Linked DNA regions of Zea mays: region 1 is linked to region 2. A link is a contact called in public Hi-C data. All regions are on one chromosome and are shown on one strand. The core of a region is the stretch at or near the end of the contact, and the rest is flanking DNA. Distances in the headings are between cores, read along the strand shown. Region 1 holds the start of LOC542598 (malate dehydrogenase 5). Region 2 holds the start of LOC100216974.

Region 1 (2,723 bases), core at 90-2,589, 470 kb before region 2:
TGAGCTTCTGGCTTCAGTCGACCTTGAAATCAGTCAAGAACAACTCTTCGAGTTATGTCTGCATCTTTTTCCTGGCGTTTTCCAGCCTATGATATTTTTCAACCTACAGGTCATTCGTAGTCGGCTTGATGTTGCTAGAGAAAATATCGGTGTTTCCTTTGAACCGACCATATGACACCGATCTGGTAAATCCAATCTCAGTTTTCCTAGCGGAGTCATCAAAAACTGTGTTGACGCAGATCTGGGCGCCAATCACTGGAGTTGTTCAGCTCGGCAAGCTAGGGCCGTCAATCTCTGCGGCGGCGCGGACGGTCCGCGGCCTAGGGCCAGATGGTCCGCGACCTAGACAACAGGAGCTGGGTTCCCTGCGCCGAGCCAGATGGTCCGCGCAAGCGTAGGGCGGCAACGTTCTCTATCGACACCTGGATCTCGCCCCTGGTAAGGGACTTCGTCAGGGAGGGAGATCATAGGGTTTGTCTTGGGATCGACATGACACCCAAGACGTCTCTAGACGACGTATAGTCGCGGTGAAGATTGAGATGAAGAAAGCTATGCTACTGGCTATTCATAGGACAAAAAAGTAAAGTACAGATTGATTGCTTTAATTAATGGTGTGGACAATCGACCATACCACATAAATAAAAATGTCATGTAAGCAGACTTAGAGTTTATTATTGTAATTGCTCTTACTCCCAAGTCCCAACCAAACATAGTAGTAAGAAAAAGTATCGTCACATCGCGTTTCCCTATCGGTCGAAGTAGCTTTCAAATCTTTAGATGTGTGGATAAAAAAACGGCTGGTGATCAAAGCCATCGGTACCTATCAAACCTATCACCAACCCTATCGTGAATGAGTGCCATCTTCCTCACGCCACGCTTCTCGAATCTCGAGAGACATCTCCTCCACAACGATAATGTCGCCGCTTCGGTCCTGTAAAACAGCTCGCAAGAAAAATGCAGAAATCAATCGAGCATCATCCAGCTTGCCAAGCTGCCATGCTGTCTAACTGACAGAAGGACCCCACCATCTTGCTCCACTCCGTACTACTGTACGTAGTATTCATCGCCGAAGCCGTGGGCGGTGGGCCAGCGCCCACAGCGTCAAGCGTCACGCCGTCACTTGCGAGTCTCCTGCCTAAAGACACACCAACCAATCAGAGCCAACATAGCACACTGACGTCAGGGGCCCGCTGGTGTCGGGCCAATTGTCAGTTACTGATAAGCACGCTGTCATTATCGGGGCGTGTGACAGTGGATTCCCAAGGCTTCCCCGTCACAGCGACGTTGTTAAATAGTGGCCACCCATTGCCGCGTTCTCTTCGCTATCCCTTGGTTGCCGCAGCCTCCAAAGCCACTCCCAAACCCCCGCTTCCAGAACCTTCTCGAAGCTCCCCGCCGCCTCCTCCACTCGCACCGATGGCGAAGGAACCAATGCGCGTGCTCGTCACTGGCGCCGCAGGTACGGTGCTGAACCTTCCCTCCTTCCCGATCCGCGTAGTATCCGGTGTCGTCTGGTCCCGGCTCGGATCTGGCCTAGTCCGCCCGAGCCTGAGCCCGAGCTCGATCCGATCCTGTGTGGTTTAGAGTGTGCTTAACTCGCTAGATCTCAGTTTTTATCGCTCGATCTGATGGTGTTTAGGGCGTTTGGGTTGACGTAGTTTTGGCCAGTAGAACTGTAGAAGGGCTCACTGTCACTCTCCTTGTTCAGTCGGTGAAGTTGAACCGATCCGCGGTGCTAGCTGATCTGATCAGTGGTTGGGCTTGATGGGTAGATCCTCGTGGTAGTCACTTGATCCAGTTGACTCGCTAGCTGCACTTAATTAACTGCTTACTCTTTAGATAGTTGATTTTACTGCTGCGATCTCTAGTTGAACCTTAAGGGCTCCGGGATAGCAGCAGGTTCGGATCCGGTGGTTTTGGAGTCAACGGCGTTTTGGAGCGAGTGGTTTTGATATATTTCATCCCATCAGACTATCTGGTGGGACTTAAGTTACAGATCTAGGTACTCCACCCATGGAGTTTACGTGCTAAACTTGCATGAATTCTGTCTACACGATCACTGCGTGAGTGATGTAACCTTTTAGCTGTTCAGATAGGTGCCTTAATAATCATGTAATGTAATGGAACTTCCTCAAACATTAAGGATGGTGGTGTAGGCATCCAGGGGTCCAGGCTGCAGTTGTTTGGGGCCCATGCTTGACGCGTTCACTCTTTTCATCTTTTGTAGCATGTCATCTGAGTTCTTGCATTTCTATTATCATAACCACAGGGTTTGGTATGGATTAGCCAAAAGTTAGTTAATATCCTGCTTATTTATGGTAGCATATGTCTGGCATTCAGTTATAAAATTGCACAGCGTGCTTGACACTTTTCTTGTATATTATTGAGCTATTCTTAGGGGGTGTTTGGTTTGCCCCTGCTAAAATTTAGCCCCTATCACATCGAATGTTTGAACCTCCGTTCGGGGTATTAAATGTAGTCGGATTATAAAACTAATTTCTCAGCCGAAGATTAAAAAGTGAGACGAATCTAGTACAGTTGGTTGGGTCAATATTTTATACTCCTATTTGAAAGTCAAACGCTTGATGTGACCCGGGCTAAACTTTAGTCCACAGAACCAAACACCCCCTTATAAGCATCTACTGTGATACAACAATTGTCTACTGCTTGTGTCATATTTGATGGTATTAGAGTTGGTGTACAATGCGTATTTACTAGTTCCA
Region 2 (2,700 bases), core at 19-2,518:
GCTCTGGCTCGGTGGCGCTTACAACTTTGTTATTTTGCCATATGATGATTGTGCCAAACCATTATTCTTGATACTACCTGCATTGATGTGAAATCCATAATTTTTACTCTCTCCGTCCTAAAATATGATTTATTTTAGCTCTTGATGTTTATGTCTATACTCAAATAGATGATGATGAATGTAGAAATATATAAAATATATAAATCAAGCATTATGGAGCTATTAGTTGTATTATGAATCTATTAATTGTATTACGAATCTATTAATTATTTAAAACGAATTTTAATTGGCGACGGAGGGAGAACTTTTCGAATTTTTGATTGAGGGTGTCGGATGGAGACATATTGGAGGGGATGTAGGTTCGGCTTGCGTGTTGGAAACATTTGCTGTCCTTGCTGTTAGGCTGCCAAACGGGCATGTCCTCGTTTGTGAGGAAATAATGGTGGTCAGCCTATCAATCCGGCGAAGAATTCTGCATGATTCCAAAATGTTTGGTACTGGTTCCAGTGTCCGGCTGACCAATTGCGCTGTTACATTTCATTTTACGAGACTCGGCAGCAGGTTCAAAATCGTTTTTCTTATACAGCTACTAGTATATCTTTAGCCTAGGCCCAAGGGTGGTGGTCAGTCCTCAGCTGATGCTCGCTGGTCCACTGAAGCCTGATAGTGATAGCTGGTTGTGTGCGGTGTGCCCCCTTCGGATCACCAATCGTGTTTCTGTTCCAGTTCAACCGTGCAGAAAATTCAGTATCAGTCGTTTTCATCCAGCGATGTTACTGCGAGGTACGAACAGAAGGAGAAGTCCTTCATTCCCTTTCCATTTGACGGGATCGCTGGAACGGACCCCGCCGTGTTCGTGCATCGCGCTTGTCAGGATGCTATTGGTGGGCCGGGCTGCAGTGCAAGGTTGGATAGCAGCGTACGCGTCCCTAATTAAAACAGCAGCTGGGGCCTTTGGGGTGAGGCAGCCGAGGTGTCCAAGTGCAAGTGATACGAGTACGATACGTATAATCATTATCATTATCAAGTAGGGGTTACATATATCGGACGATAAATGTACGTATCCCGGGAATACACAAACACACACAGTCCAGGTAGGGCCCATGTATCAGAGAGTAGGACTAGGGACTTGTGTACACTGGTCTGGATGGAATCATACCGTGGCCCTCGTGGCCTCGTGGGTGGGACACCACACGTCCTACACTGCGAGCGCGAGGCAAGAGGAGGGGGAGAAGGCGACGCGGCGCGATCATGCGAGCGACGGCGGGCGTTTGAGCTGTTCGCCACCTACCCCTCCCTCCTTCCTTTCATTTTTCTGGAAGACTTCTTCGGCCTCACGCATCTCCTCCTCCAATCCAATTCACAAACACACACGGGCAATCAATTAGCAGAACCCGCGCCACCCCCCTTCCTCGGAGTCGGAGCGAGTCGAGGAACGGCTCGTCTGCCTCTCCCGTTCTCCTTCCTCTCCTCCCCAGAAGATCCGATCCATCATCGAGGACTCGCCGGGAAGAATCAAGGATATATAGATAATATACAAACAAAGGTTCCTCCAGAGCCCAGAGGTGCGTACGATTCCCCCCCACCCCCGATCGCTCGCTGGCTTACCTCTATCTGTTGTTCGTCCCATTCATTCGTCGTCGATGCGATACGTTTGGCCGCTTGTCTACTTTGATTGATCGTTGAGAACCGGGATCCTTTTTTTTTCCTTCTCGGGGGGTAAACAGGATCAGGAAATTCAGGATTCCGTTGGTGCGTGCGTGCGTGTGTTCGAGTCGTTGTGCACACACACACACACCAGGAAAATCTCCGCAGGCCGCAACATCTTGTCCGCCCCCATTTCACCTTCGTCTCCAAACTGGAGACGGGCCGCCGCCGTACGTCCGTCGCCTTCAGTTTTACGGGCTCTTGTTTCCGACGATCGACGCGCAGGAGCTCGGGCCCCCGCCCGTTTTTCGAGAACACGTTGCCAATTTTAGAGAAGGCGCGTGCGCATTCTTGTGCGTCGCATGTTTTCCGGAGCGTGCGCATCCGTGTGTTGCGTGCTGGAGACTGGAGAGCAAGTGGTGTTAAGGAGTAGTACAGAATTAGCAACGCGGAGGAGTTGGTGGCCGAAATGGCTCCTCACGTATGAACTAGGTCAGGCTGATATACTATTAGTTACAGAATAATCTTAATCTTGGTTAGAAGTTAGAACCCACCTTAGACAGACAGGGGTGGCTTTCTGAATAGACAGGCATGCAATAGATGTTGCCAAGCTGGTAGTCGTAAGCGTCACTGTTGCCAAGCTGGTAGTCAAACCAACCGAAGGGACTCAGCACAAGCACTGCCTAGTGCATAATCCGACGTGGCAGCGCTGCACTGGCCTGACTGAGGAGGAGCCCCTTTGTTCGCCTCTGTGCGTCTGCGCAAATTCCTCACCACGTCATCGCGTGCGTGGCGCCGGTGTTTGGTTTAGGTAATCTAGTAATAAAAGGGATTGAAATGGATTGATATGTATTGTGATAGTTTTTTGATTTATTAGGAATTTATACACTCTCCAATCCCTCCAAACCATTTCAATACTAAAGTAACCAAAGTTTAGTTTGTGACTTCGTGTCATATCAAATATTTGAATATCAATTATGAGTATTAAATATCGACTTAATTAGGTTTAATAAATTTCTATCGTCTTTTAGTCCTTATCTATGAATTTAGTTT

The links. A called contact is a pair of places that touch in the nucleus more often than the background predicts.
Region 1: a contact with region 2 is called in a Hi-C map of tassel, with 2.4 times the contacts expected there. The contact joins the promoter of LOC542598 here to the promoter of LOC100216974 in region 2. A contact is called at or near these places in 2 of 25 Hi-C or Micro-C datasets (endosperm and tassel).

The regions. Positions count from the first base shown.
Region 1 is chr1:237,027,291-237,030,013 of Zm-B73-REFERENCE-NAM-5.0, reverse strand. LOC542598 (malate dehydrogenase 5) reads left to right here and starts at 1,339. Exons shown (of 7, transcript NM_001112133.2): 1 at 1,339-1,459. The coding sequence starts at 1,417.
Region 2 is chr1:236,554,602-236,557,301 of Zm-B73-REFERENCE-NAM-5.0, reverse strand. It overlaps LOC100216974, which reads left to right and starts at 1,268. Exons shown (of 8, transcript NM_001317379.1): 1 at 1,268-1,565. LOC100286228 (mitochondrial import inner membrane translocase subunit TIM16) reads left to right here. Exons shown (of 4, transcript NM_001159116.2): 4 at 1-70.